Linked DNA regions of Arachis hypogaea: region 2 is linked to region 1. The links are chromatin contacts, called in public Hi-C maps. All regions are on one chromosome and are shown on one strand. The core of a region is the stretch at or near the end of the contact, and the rest is flanking DNA. Distances in the headings are between cores, read along the strand shown.

What was found. Hi-C and Micro-C count contacts between places; a contact is called where the count stands out from the background.
Region 2: a contact with region 1 is called in a Hi-C map of leaf, with 2.0 times the contacts expected there. The contact joins the enhancer-like site here to the promoter of LOC112737495 in region 1. A contact is called at or near these places in 3 of 8 Hi-C or Micro-C datasets (all in leaf).

The regions. Positions count from the first base shown.
Region 1 is chr13:16,954,674-16,961,093 of arahy.Tifrunner.gnm2.J5K5, forward strand. It overlaps LOC112737495 (cellulose synthase-like protein H1), which reads right to left and starts at 1,288. Exons shown (of 9, transcript XM_025787416.3): 1 at 851-1,288. The coding sequence starts at 1,110.
Region 2 is chr13:16,985,838-16,993,149 of arahy.Tifrunner.gnm2.J5K5, forward strand. No RefSeq gene overlaps it. Among protein-coding and RNA genes, the nearest start is that of LOC112737502, 11 kb to the left of the region's middle. Within about 2 kb of position 3,699, at least 3 of the 3 cell types and tissues checked have open chromatin away from gene starts, as enhancers often do.

The sequences.
Region 1 (6,420 bases), core at 38-2,537:
ACTAGCCCGCCAACTCACCAATCTACCATAAAGCAGGGCGGACTAACATTTTAAATCCATTTTAGTTGGTGGGGCGGGTCGATCCGCCCCATTTATGAGGCGGGCCTAGACGGGACGGGACGAGGCGGGGCGGCCCGACCTGCTTTGCCACCCCTAGATGGAACCGAGGGAAAAAGATGGCTCGGTTCATCTAATTCCATAGATGAAGTGTACGTATCTGATCGAGTTCACTAATCTATTTATTTATTTATTTATTATGTTCGGTTCAAATCAACATATGAAACATATATAATAATTTTATTTTATTAATGGAAAGAAGAAAGAGTAAAAACCAAACACATACACATGCACTATCAACAAGCATGCAAGCAACCAACAATACAATATAGTGCAACATAACTTTATTTATTAATAAACGAGTGATAGTAATAGAGTAATGTTATACGGTAACTACTCACATAGAGTTATTATTTTCGTATAAAGATAATAAACGAAAATTCTTAAATAATAATTTAATTAAATATATTAAATTTTTTAATAATTTTTATTTATTATTATATTAGATGTCCAGTAAAATTAGCTAATAAAATTAATTATCAATATAAAATATATATTAAAATATAAAATATACACAATAATAAATTAAATTATAAATATTTATATATAAATATATAATAATTAATTTTAATATGCAGATAGATTTTTTTGTCTCATCTATCGTCTTAGGATAAAAACAATTTTAATTTGTAGTATATCATATTATATATACCATCTTTGTGTATACAAATCTTGGGTTTTTAATATTCAAAATTATTAATAAAAAGTAAAACGAGATATATAGAAGTAAAACCTTTGCAAGAGACGTTCTGGATAGGTTTTAATAGTAGCAGGATTCCACTGTGTGGTGATGGTGAAAATCCAAACTAAGGTGAACCATGATTCGCATATCAAAGCACCAAGCCAATGGAAACTGTAGTTGTTGACCAAAGAGATGACTCGGTAACCAAGTAGAAGTAGCAGCAGGATTAAGATCAAGACATCCATTACTCTCTTGAAATTGTATTTGAACCTATGTTTTTCATAGAAGGGAAGAGAGGTTTGGTTTGCCATTGATTCAACCTAATAAGGTGATGAGAGAAAAACTTATGTTTCTATTGATAGAGTGCTATATAATATATGCCTTATTTTATAGAAAAAAAAATGAGTGGTATACGCCTCTAGACATTAGCTTATCAAACAAATAATATAGTACAAAACATAACTTTTAATTAATAAAATTCATTGTTCCTTTTAAAAGTTTAAGAATAGAAGTTTGGAGAAATCTTTATAATTTAAAAATATATTTAATTTGTATTTTAAGAATATTCATAATTATATATATTGGTTTTATAATTTTTTAATTATAACTTTTTTTATATTTAGATTTATTATTAATTTATTATATTTTATTTGAATTTAGATTATATTCAGAAATATTAAATTTTCATAAATGAATCTATTCTGCAAAATAAAAAGTAAAATATTACGAGAAAAATATAAATTTTAAATATACAAAAAATTAAGCGATTATAATGGTGATTATTTCTAATATACATTAAAATTTTTAATAAATTTTTAAAACATGTAAGAAAATAAGTATTTTTCTTATCAAGAAAATAAATTAAAGCAATATGGCATATCTATATATATTTACTCATCTAGAGATCAATAAATATAGTATATATTTACTATATGTTGTTATTTTGACTTCCAAATTATAATAAAATTAAATTTTGACTATAGTATATGCTGTATTTTCATATACATTATTTTTTTAAAAGAAGTTGAATAATTATTGAAAGTTCTAATTTATCATTTTAATTATTTTTATATTATTACTATGTATTATTTTTTAAAAACATTAAAAAGAGAAAAAAATCAAAATCTTTTTTATTTTAGATATTAAAAGAATAATTAAAAAAATTAAAAATTTTCCATCATTATTCAGAAGGAGTTAACCCACATATGACATATTGTAAGCAAATTGCTAGGTGTGGCTTAAATTGGCGGCTCAATTGGAAAACTGCTCTCAAGATAATTTCTACAAAATCAATTGTGATGCTAATTTATCGTTTGATAGGAGTATATATTTGGTTTCGGATGCATTATTAAAAATTCTGATGGGGATTAAGTTTTGGATTGTTTGAAGTCTATTCCACTTTAAAATGTCTTTAGAGATGTCTTTATTCTTTTGTAAAGTATTGTTTTTGTCCTTAATGTTTGGGGTAAGTTTTAAAGTTGTTCTATTTAAATTATTTTATTTAAATTTCTAATATTTTAAAATTGGCTCAATGTTATCTTACTATTAGGGATTCGTTAACAGAATTGACGGCGGAATAAAATTGAGACGATTTTAAAACGTTGGGACTTAAATAGAACGAAAATGTTGGGGACAAAAATAATACATAAAAATAAATTTAATTTTATCTTTCAATAATATCAATTTTTTACTATACATAGTATTCAATTATTTTTTAATCACATATAAATAAATTACACTTAATCACATTACTTTTATTCTAAATAATTTTTTTTTATAATTTTACACTTAAAGATTTTTAGTCATCATGAAATATTTGTAGAATGACTAGTACATAAACTTACAAAAAAGAAAAAAATGATATATATATATATATATATACACAATAAAGTATAAATTGTACCTTTTATCTCTAATGTATCGAAATTCTTTAATGTTTAATTTAGTTAAACTTTATTTTTAGTTTTATTTTTCAATAATATCAAATTTTTTTGGTAAATAACTATTCAAGTATTTTTTTAATTTATTCTTAATCATATTATTTTTTCTAAGTAAATTTATTATTTTTTATTAAGAACAAAATTAAAAAATAAATTAAATAATTATTTATCGTAAAAAGATTAAAATTATAAAAAATTAAAATTATTGAAATTATTATCTCACACGTTTTACATATATTATATATTTAAATAAGAAAGTTTAATTTATATAATATTTTATTAAATTTAAAATAGACAATTTGATCAATATATTTTTCACTAATTGTAAGAGGTATGTAAGTTATAACTTATAATATTACAATACAATATAACAATTGATGCGTGCAACCGAATCATAATAATTACACGACGTAATTTAATTAGTTGTTATTATTACCATAATTATTTTTCCAAATTTATTCAAAATTAAAATTATTGAAATTATTTAATTTTACTCTTAATAAAAAATAAAGTCACTTAAAAAAATAATGTGATTAAAAATAAAATTTAAAAAATAATTATCTACCATAAAAATTTGATATCTTGAAGAATAAAATTAAAAATAAAATTTAACTAAATTAAACATTAAATAATTTTAATATATTAGAGACAAAAAGTACGATTTATATTTTATATATATATATATATCATTTTTTTTCTGCAAGTTTATATATGTACTAGTCATTCTACAAATATTGTATGATAACTAAAAATCTTTAAGAGTAAAATTATAAAAAAATAAATTTATTTAGAATAAAAATAATGTGATTAAGTGTAATTTATACTTAGATGTGATTAAAAAATAATTGAATATATACTATGTACAGTAAAAAATTGATATTATTGAAAGATAAAATTAAAATTTATTTCTATGTATTATTTTTGTTCCCAACGTTTTCATTCTATTTAAGTCTTTAACGTTTTAAAATCGTCTCAATTTTGATCTGTTGTCAATTATGTTAACAGATTCTTAACTGAAGAACAATATTGAGTCAATTTTAAAATGTTATGAACTTAAATAGAATGATTTAAATGTTAGAGACAATTTTAAAACTTACCCAAACATTAAAGACAAAAATAATACTTTACTCAATTTTAAAATCTGTATTATCTCAACAAATATAAAGATTATGATCTTGTCACTAAAATTTAGGAGATCATCCTTGACAATAAGATATTTAACTCATTATGGTGCTAAAACCAATACTAATTAATCATGTGTATGATTCACTCCATAGATAATCTTCAACAAATTGTCTGTTCGAATAGGAAGAGAGTTACTTATGCGTGTATTTTTCTTTTTTCTTAGGATTTTTGAAAAGAAAAAAAAAAAAAAGCTAAGTGTGGTTTATAATAATACCAAATGATATTAATATTTTTTAATACAATCTCTCTCATGCTGAAACAAAACTAGCATACCACAAAAATCCAATGCCATTAAGTGGATTGGGACCGTAACAGGCACTGGCGATTTTAATTTAGAATGGGGACCTTACTATATGTGGAGATAATTAACGAATCACATGAATATTAGAGTCGTAAATAAATGAAAGAAAAATGAGATTAATTACGTAAACAAACAGGAGACTAGATTCGGAGATGGAGAAGTCGCCGTCTAAAGTGACACTTCGTTGTTAGCTGCCGTTACTGTATTTCCGTGCTCAATTATTGGCCTCCAACCTGTATATATAATTATATATACACAATCATATTTCGAATTAAACGAAAAATATAGACATTGACATTTTACTATTTTAGTCGAATTTGGTTAATTTTATGTTTTTATTATGTTATATGAATAATAGAAACCACATGCAGGATGCAGCATTTCTATGATCAAGATGACCTGCAGAGTTATGCAGTGAAAGAATACAGTAATAACTGTATTTGTGAATTTTCCATTTTTTGATACTGTGACATTAAAAAGGCATTCGAGTGTACAATCATTTTACATTAATAAAAATTATATTTAAAAAGTATATAATATATATAGTTTAATTTGATAATTATATTAATTTTAAGATGACCTGTAAAGCAATGATGGAGTTTAAAAAAAATTTTAAGGGGATCACAAATTTAACATAAAAAATTATATAATAATATTTATATTAAAAATATAATTATTTTTTAAATTTGTTACTAATAAGATAATAAATAAATAATTCTACGGATAAAAAAGATAAAATAGTTTATAATGGTACTCTTCAAGTCTTGAGTGACTTGAAATTTTCAATAATTGAATCAGAACTAAATTTTTAACAATTTTTTTTAATGTAAATAACCAAACTATCCATCAGAAAATCGTCCTCCATTTTATTTCTTAGCTTTGTCTTCATTATTTTTATTGCTGAAAATGATCACTCTATAATAATTGTAGAAACTAAAAGAGTTAATATCAGACAAATTAATCTATCAATTAAGTAATACACCTTTGACTTTTTTGTTTTTGCTAAATATCTATACAATTCATGAATAGTTGATAAATTCTTCATTTCTGAATATTGACAAACATCAAGAATAACATGTTGAAGTTGAAAAAGCAAATTAATCTTCTCTTGCTCACTAAAGTCTTCGGAATAGAAATCTTAGCAATGTCAAAATTTTTGTAAACATCGTTAGGCATGAGAGTAGAGCTCAAATTTAGTAAATCCATTACTTGATCATTGAATCTACTATTCAACTCTTGTAATTACTTATCAATTGTGACTAAAAATATCTCCACTCTAAAATAATGCTCAATTATAATATGATCTTTTGGGTTGCATTTATTTACAGAGATAGGACACTGAGACAAAGGGCTGGAAGTGAGCCGAGCTGAGCCGAGCTAGACCAAGCTCAAGCTCGGCTCACCAAAATTGAGCTTGGCTCATGGCTCGGCTCATTAACAATCGAGCCTATTTCTTAAGCTCAAGCTCGGCTCACCAAAAGCTCACGAGCTGGCTCAAGCTCACGAGCTGGCTCAAATAATAGAAACATAAATACATAATCTATAACTTTATATCAATAAATTATAACTTATATATTTTTAAAAATATTTGAAAAGAACAATTATTGTTTATCTATTAATAAATATAAATTTTTTATTTATGTCTTACATCAAAATTATGTGTAATAAATAAATATAAAATTTTAAATAATTAAGATCATTAATATATATAATTATATATTACTATTTCATAAGTATATATATAATATTAAAAGTATAGACTAGATGCATATAGGATATGTGTATTAATAATTATATATATAATCGAGCCAGCTCACGAGCTATTGAGCTGAGCTTATCCAAGCTCAAGCTCGGCTCATTTAATTTATGAGCTCAATTTCAGGCTTAAGCTTGGCTCACCAGCTCACGAGCTTAGCTTATCGAGCTATTAACGAGCCGAGCTCGAGCTGGCTCATAAGCTGGCTTGACTCACTTCCAGCCCTAGAGACAAGGACACAGAGACACAAAATCGTGTTTGACAGAGGAGACACATGGATAGAGACATTGTGTCCAGAGACACTGAATCAGTGTATTTTGTGTCTATCCTGACAGGAAGGACACATAGACACTAACAAGAGACACAACTTATTTTTCACTTTTTCTTTTATTATTCTTGTTAATTTTTCATAATTATATTTTTTATTATTATATTTTTC
Region 2 (7,312 bases), core at 2,449-4,948, 34 kb after region 1:
TTTGATGATGATGACGATATGATGATTATTTTCTGAGTTCTGGACGGGGTGATGCAGATGGTGATGGAGTGGTAGTGGGTAGGGGTGGTGGTGGTGGGTTCTGAGTTTTGATGATGACGAGGATGATGATGATTTTCTTATGTTTCTTCTTATGATTTCATTATCCATTGTTGTTGTTGTTCTTTTATTGTTGTTGTTGTTCTACTTCTTGTTGCTTTTGTTGTTGTCTTCAGATTCCATTATTCATTGTTATTGTTGTTCTTCTGCTTCTAGTTGTTGTTTTATTGGTGTTGCTTCTGCTTCTACTTCTGGTTGATTTTGGAAAAGAAAATGGAAGGGTATTTTCATCTGAAGGATTATTTTAAAATTAAATTAAACCTTAGGGACGATTTTGTAAGAAAAAAAAAGTTGGGGATGAAAAAAATTTTCAAGCCCTACCTTAGGGATAACCCGTTTATTTTAGTAAGGATGTTAAACAGATTGGCCGGCTCAAACTACATAGGCCGATGGGCTGGATCAAGGTTGCGAAAACCGGACTAGTCATTAAACCGGTCGAGTGACTGGTTCAATGGTTCAATCGGAGTCAAACCGTAGTTGAATCAATTTAATTAAATATAGAGTAAAATTATAAAAAAAAATTAATATACAATTTTAATATTTAAATTCAATAATTTTTAAACTAATAAAATTCAAAATTTGATTTCACATAATAAATTATCCATAATTTATCACTAAAAGTTCATAAACAACTTCAAATATCAAAGTTTATAACTAAAGAAAATCAAAACGCACATAAATGACAAATACAAAATGTTCTACCACCAAAAGAAACAACATTAAATAAACAAGTTTTCAACTAAACAAATACACCACTCATTAGAAATCATAATCATCATTAAGTGTTCCAATATCATACTTCTCAGTGAAATATTTCCAAGCCAGGTCAGATTTTCCTCCAGAAGAACTTGTTTGAGATTCTTAGACAGCATTATCTTGTGGTTGTTGATCACTTTGTGCTTGTTCCATCAAAATTACATACAATATACAAATTACAATTTAATAAAATACATACAGCAGCCATTACAACAATTAGTCAGTTACAGCAAAATTCAGGAATTAAAATTGAATTTACATGCAGCTGGCCAGCCATTACAAATTATTGAAATTAGTGAATTACATACAGCAAAATTCAGAGAATTACATAAAACATACAGTAGCCATTTCAACAATTCCAGCAAACTTCAAAATCTAAAATTCTAGCAAAATTCAAATTCCAGCAACCATTACATATAATTAACCAAATAATCCAAAATTGAATTACATACAGCAGCTATTACATACAGAAGCAGAACTCTGCATGAATCTATATAATTAACCAAATAAAGAACTCTACATCAATTCATATAATTCATTAACAAAATAAAAAAAATTGGTTGAAAAACCAGTACAACTAACCACGACAGAGAGCAGAGAAGGTGTCTAGGTCACTACAACAGAACAGAGACGTTGACAGAGCACCTTCCGCCGACCAGACGAGTAGACGACGCCGACCGAATGACCAGACCAGCTTTGGAGTTCAGATGACGACGCCGCTGCAGCAGCTTCAATCCGCGACAGTGACTTCCTTCTGCCTGTTGGAGGTCCTTCTGCCCGGTGACAGCGTCAATTGTGGTAGACTGGGAGGGATGGTGGCCTTTGTTGTTGGATGAAGATTGGAACTTGGAAGTGAAATTAGGGTGGAATGTGTGGTGGCTAGTGAGTGAGGGGACTGAGGTCTCCAGTTTGCACAAGGGGTTGGGTTACCGGGTCAAGTGGTCAGCGAATGCGGGTTTTTTTTTTTTGTTCGTATCTCAAAACGTCGCTGTTTAGGACCCAGGGTAAAAAACTGGTCGGATCGATTTTTTGCAGGTCCGTTATGGGGGTCATCCGGACTGGTCAGGTGACTGGTTCCCAGATAACTCGGTTGAACTGGTCGGTCCAGTCCGGTTTTTAGAACCTTGGGCTGAATAGAAGGGTTTGTTGGGTTAAATGGGTTGCTCTTTTATTATTTTTTTCAGTTTTATTTGAGAAATAATTGAAAAAAAATTTTTGATGCACAGTCAGTATAAAGTAGTTTTATACGTGCATTTAATTACGCAAGGTCACATAGTAAAAATAACTACCTTTTACATTAACTGCATAAATGATCATCTAAAAGAACGGATGTAATTGCACGACTGTGTAAAATATTTTACACTACCAATACATTAAAATTAAACTATTAAAAAAGAAAAACCTACTTTTGGACAAAACTTCTCAAACATTAGGTGAATGATTTTTGTTTTTACATTTGTCATGTTTTGTATATTTGGTGCTTTAGAGCATCTCCAATGACACAAATTTTGGAGACATTATTACTATGCTATCAGAAAAAAAAATTATACATTGGGGTGAAATTTAAAGAGAGATTTGGCTCTTATTTTGAGAGAGAGAGAGTCCCTCAAAGGCATTGATTGAATGCAAAATAAAAAATAAGAGGAAAGAAAATGAGAGAAAAAAATGGAAAAAAAAGTGTATTTTTTTTTTATTGTTTGGATAAAGAGAAAATGAATGAAAATAAAATATGTGAATTTTTTTTTGTTTGGATGAAAGAAAAAGTAAGAAGAGAAAAAATTATACCAGAATAAAATTACGTTAATACCTTTACCTATATTATATATAAATTATAATTTATTAATGTATTTAAATTAATTTTTTAATAGAAAAAATCATTCAAATTATATTTTAAGATTTTAATATATTATCTTTATTAATAATAAATCTTTTTATTTGGTCATCCAAACAATAGAAAATTTGATTTTTCACCTATTTTCTTTTTCTATATTTTCTTTTCCTCCGTATTATTTTAAACCAAACAGTGTGTAAAGATGAATTTAGCTCTTCTAATCAAATTTTAACATGTAACAATTAATAAAAAATAAAAATATATATTATGTATATAGGGTAAAGTACCAAATAAGTCCCTTATGTTTGGGCGTAATCTTATTTTAGTTCTTAAGGTTTAAAGTGTCCTATTTGAATCCAAAAAAGTTTCATTTAGTTTCAATTTAGTCCCATCGTGAGGTCAAAGTTAAATAATTAACGAAATGTCTTACATAACAGCAGTACAAGAAGAAGATCGATAATCTAGAGAACAAGTACAAGTTCAAAAGGCACAAAATCAACCACGGATATATCAATAGATTTATTTATCATTCTCCTTAGTTCTATAGAAAATATTTCATTTAAATTGTAAGAAGAATGATAAATAAATGTATTGATACATCCACAGTTGATTTTGTGCCTTTGGAGCTTGTACTTGTTTTTCAAATTATCGATCTTGTTCTTATACTACTATCATGTAGAACATTTCATTAGTTATTTAACTTTGACTTCACGATAAGACTATATTAAAGCTAAATAATTTTTTTGAATTAAAATAAGACACTTTAAATATTAAAAAAATTATAGCGTACAGATGTTAATCTATACAGAGTTAGAGAGATTCCCTTTTATTAAAGGTTGTTGTGACAAGTGGCAAGATGATCCATGAAGGGGAGCAGCTCGGCAAAGGTGTCAGAGTCCCTGTCGAGGCTGCATGATGTTGGAGCCACGCCAATTAGTCAGAGTGAGTGAGGGATGCCCGTAATGGGCTTTGGAAGTGGGCCCCGTAACCGCTATTCTGTATGGATTGGAGCAAAGACTATGGACCAAGCGTGTATGGGATATGGACTGTTATTGGGTTTAGGATATAAGAGTTGTATAGAATTGTTGGAAAAGAAAAAAAAAAAACTCTTTTAAGGGAAAGATGAGCCTACCGAAAACAATAAAATTGCAAAGCAAGTCTATTGAAGTAGGAGAAAATAAAGATAAAACAGCATGTTGAGAATAATTGGTTTTCTTCACTTTTTTAGAATATGGTTAATTGAAAAGACAAGTTGAAATTGTAAAAACTTTTTTTTCTCTTATATAAGATTTAAATGAAAATAAAGAAGGATGAATTAAAAAATTAATACAGAAAATAGAAAATATAAAAATGCTACATGAAACAGATTTTAAAAATATGCATATAAAAATTTTAATTATTAATTTATAAAAAAATTATAACACCTTTATATTTATTTTCAAAAGAACAAAACAATTTTTGAAGAATAATATAAAAAAAATTAAAAATTCCTTTTAGTTTATTCTTAAAGGACTAAGATATCTCTTTAAGCATTAATTTAGAAAACACTAAATTATTACTGAGGTTGATTTATTGTATTAGAAATTATGAATTTAAATTTAATATTAAAAATACTAAAATAACCTTTTATTAAATTCTAAAAGAATAAAATAATATTTTAAGATTAATAATTTAATATGTGCATCCAATTATATAGCAACATATCAAAAAAGATAATTGCGTTTTACATTAATAGTATAAATGGTTATATAAAAGAAAGAATGAAGTTGAATGATTATATAAAATATTTTACACTATTAGTGTATCAAAATAAAACTTTAATTTAAAAAGACAAAAAAATCATGTTTTTTTATTGAGATATAAGTAAGAAATTTGAATTGAATTTTTACAATACTAAAATACCAAGTCGATTATTTTAGTCCAAGGAATCATAAATCAAAATATTTTGAAAGTAACTAAGAAAATTCTGTTATGAAATCGGAAGAGATTTTACAAAATAAAGAATAAGATATTAGAACTAAAACGATAAATATTTAATCACGATATTTTTGAACAACACAGTTTTATGATTCTTATGAATTCTTTTGATTACAGGACAGAGTGTTTAGAAATTTTTTACATTTGATAGTATCTTGAAGTTAAATCTCGGATTTTTTTATGTGTAGTTTAAGGACAAAACTATTGAACATTTATACTTGGTCTATTAGAGATCAAGCTTAGTTTGAGAAGATTTGACGCACTAAGAATATCTAATATTCTTAAACCCTTTAGTGACTTAAATAATTGTGTAATGTAAAAATCAAGGTTCTGAAAACTGGACCAGACTGTACTAGTCGGTTCGATCCGGATAATAGGAAACCAGTCACCTGGGTAGTCTGAATGATTCCCAAAACTGTCATGCAAAGAACCGGTGGAAAAATCGATCACACCGGCCGAACCGGCCGGGTTTTCACAGCTTCTAGTTTATTGTTCACCGAAGACGGCGTTGTTTTGACGCTCTGGGGGAAAAAAACCGAAAAAACAAAGTCACACAAATGCGCCACCCGTAGCTGACCCGACCCACCCGACGAGCCGCTCACACATTGTAAGAACCACAACTAATCAACTGGTTAATTAAGTGATTAATTGCCCAAATTAGATTCTAAAAATTTAGAGTGAGAATTTGAGGATTTAAGTATGATTTTTGGACTCAGTAGGTTTTTCTGAGTCAGAAAATGTGTTTTCTGCAAAAAATCGTGAAAAACTACGAACCGGCAGCTGAACCGGTTCATGTCTGTCCGGTACCGCAGGAGAAAAAGTGAAAACCGTCAAAAACATTAGAAATAGAAAACCAGGTGTTAGTTTTAAAGGTTTGGCCCGAAGTTGGGCCAAACGGAATAAAAACGCTAATGGGTTGGACCGGGCCCAAGCCCAACATATATAAGGTTCATTAATGAACCCTTTTTAGCAAACAACACACTCATAATACACCACCACCGAGAGTGGATCCTCTCCAGTGGAGAAAAAACTGGATGGTGTCCAGTGTTTAATCCTATCGTTTATTGCTCTCTCTCTTATTTAGTTTTGGTCCCACTTATAGAATTAAAAGTGAGAAATCACACTTTATTCTCTCAAGTGTTCAAAAAAATGGAGAGGATCCATTTCCCACCACCACCAGCTGAAATAGAAAGGGGAGAAGGGGAAGAAGAAACACTATTCACCCTCTTCTTCTCTAGCTCATATCTTGAGCTACGGAGCTCCGATCGCCGCACCCTTTGCAGCTATGTGTTCCTCGTGAAGAGCTCTACAAAACCCATATAAGAAATTGGAGAGGTAACCACGAAATCCTTTCTATTCTTCTCTAAAATTTTGGTTCTTAGGGTTTGTGATTAAGTGAGTTTTTTTATTTTGGATGTTTAGGTTTACTCTAATCCTTGCTTAGCCTTGGATTTTTGCTATTAAATCCATTGAAAAAGGTAAGAGCCATTAAACCCTTGTGAATTTATATTTAATTGGAATCCTAGGTTGATTTGAGGTGATTTGTATGCATATAGTTTGATTATTGTGGCTTTGGGAGCTATTAGAACTTAATTTTGCTTATTGGAGTGGAATTGAAAGCTTGGATTGTGGTTGGGAGCTTGTTTGTGCTAAATTGGAGTTTTGGTGCATATAGGAAATCGGCCAAAGTATGGTTTCGGTTTTCTCAATGTAGTATATAATATTCATGGACACTTAGACTAGTGACCTATAGGATAGGTTGGATTTATATGGTTGTTGATGATAGTTGGTTGAAGTTGTATGCTAAATTGATGTTGTTTTGTTGGGAAATGACGATGTTGAGTTGTGATGTTTGATGATTTGAATGATTGTATATGGTGGAATATTGATATAAGTATGAATGAAATTGATGATGATAAGTGATAGGAATAAATTGATGGTTGGTAAATGTGTTGGTGGAACAATTGAGCTTAGTGTCACATATTTGGTGTTTGATGATTGAGAATGGTGCAATGTGATTTAAAAGGATAAATTGTGCTGGAAATGGAAGTTTGGTATTGATCTAGTTGGATGTGGCTTGTGAATTTGGTAAATTTGGGTACATGTAAAAATTGGGTAAAAAAGAAATTTTTGTGAACTTTGTTCGATCATAACTTTTGCTTCAGTTTTCGAAATTGATTAAAATTTGATTAGAATTAAAGATCTTTGAAAACCCTTTAAATTGATACAAAGTTTGTGAAAATTAGAATTTTGTAGAGGAAGTTATGATCATTCAAAGTTGGTGTTAAAAATCTGAAATTATGCTAAGTTGCAGAATTTTATGATTTCTGATATGTGCACACGCACGGCCTTGTGCGGACGCACAACCTGCAAAAATTTTAATCTGTGCAGACGTACACACCTGTGCACACGCACAGGCAGGGAAATGCGTTCTGTTTGCAGCGCTAGCACAGCTTGTGCGCGTACATATCTAAGGATGAATTGTGACCTGTGCGTCCGCACACGCACCTGTACGCACGCACACGTTGGGAAGGCCAGTTTGTTGGGGGCGCTGGCACAGGTTGTGCGAGTGAACAAATTTTGTAAGTTTTGCCACCTGTGCGTACGCACACCCCTGTGCATACGCACACA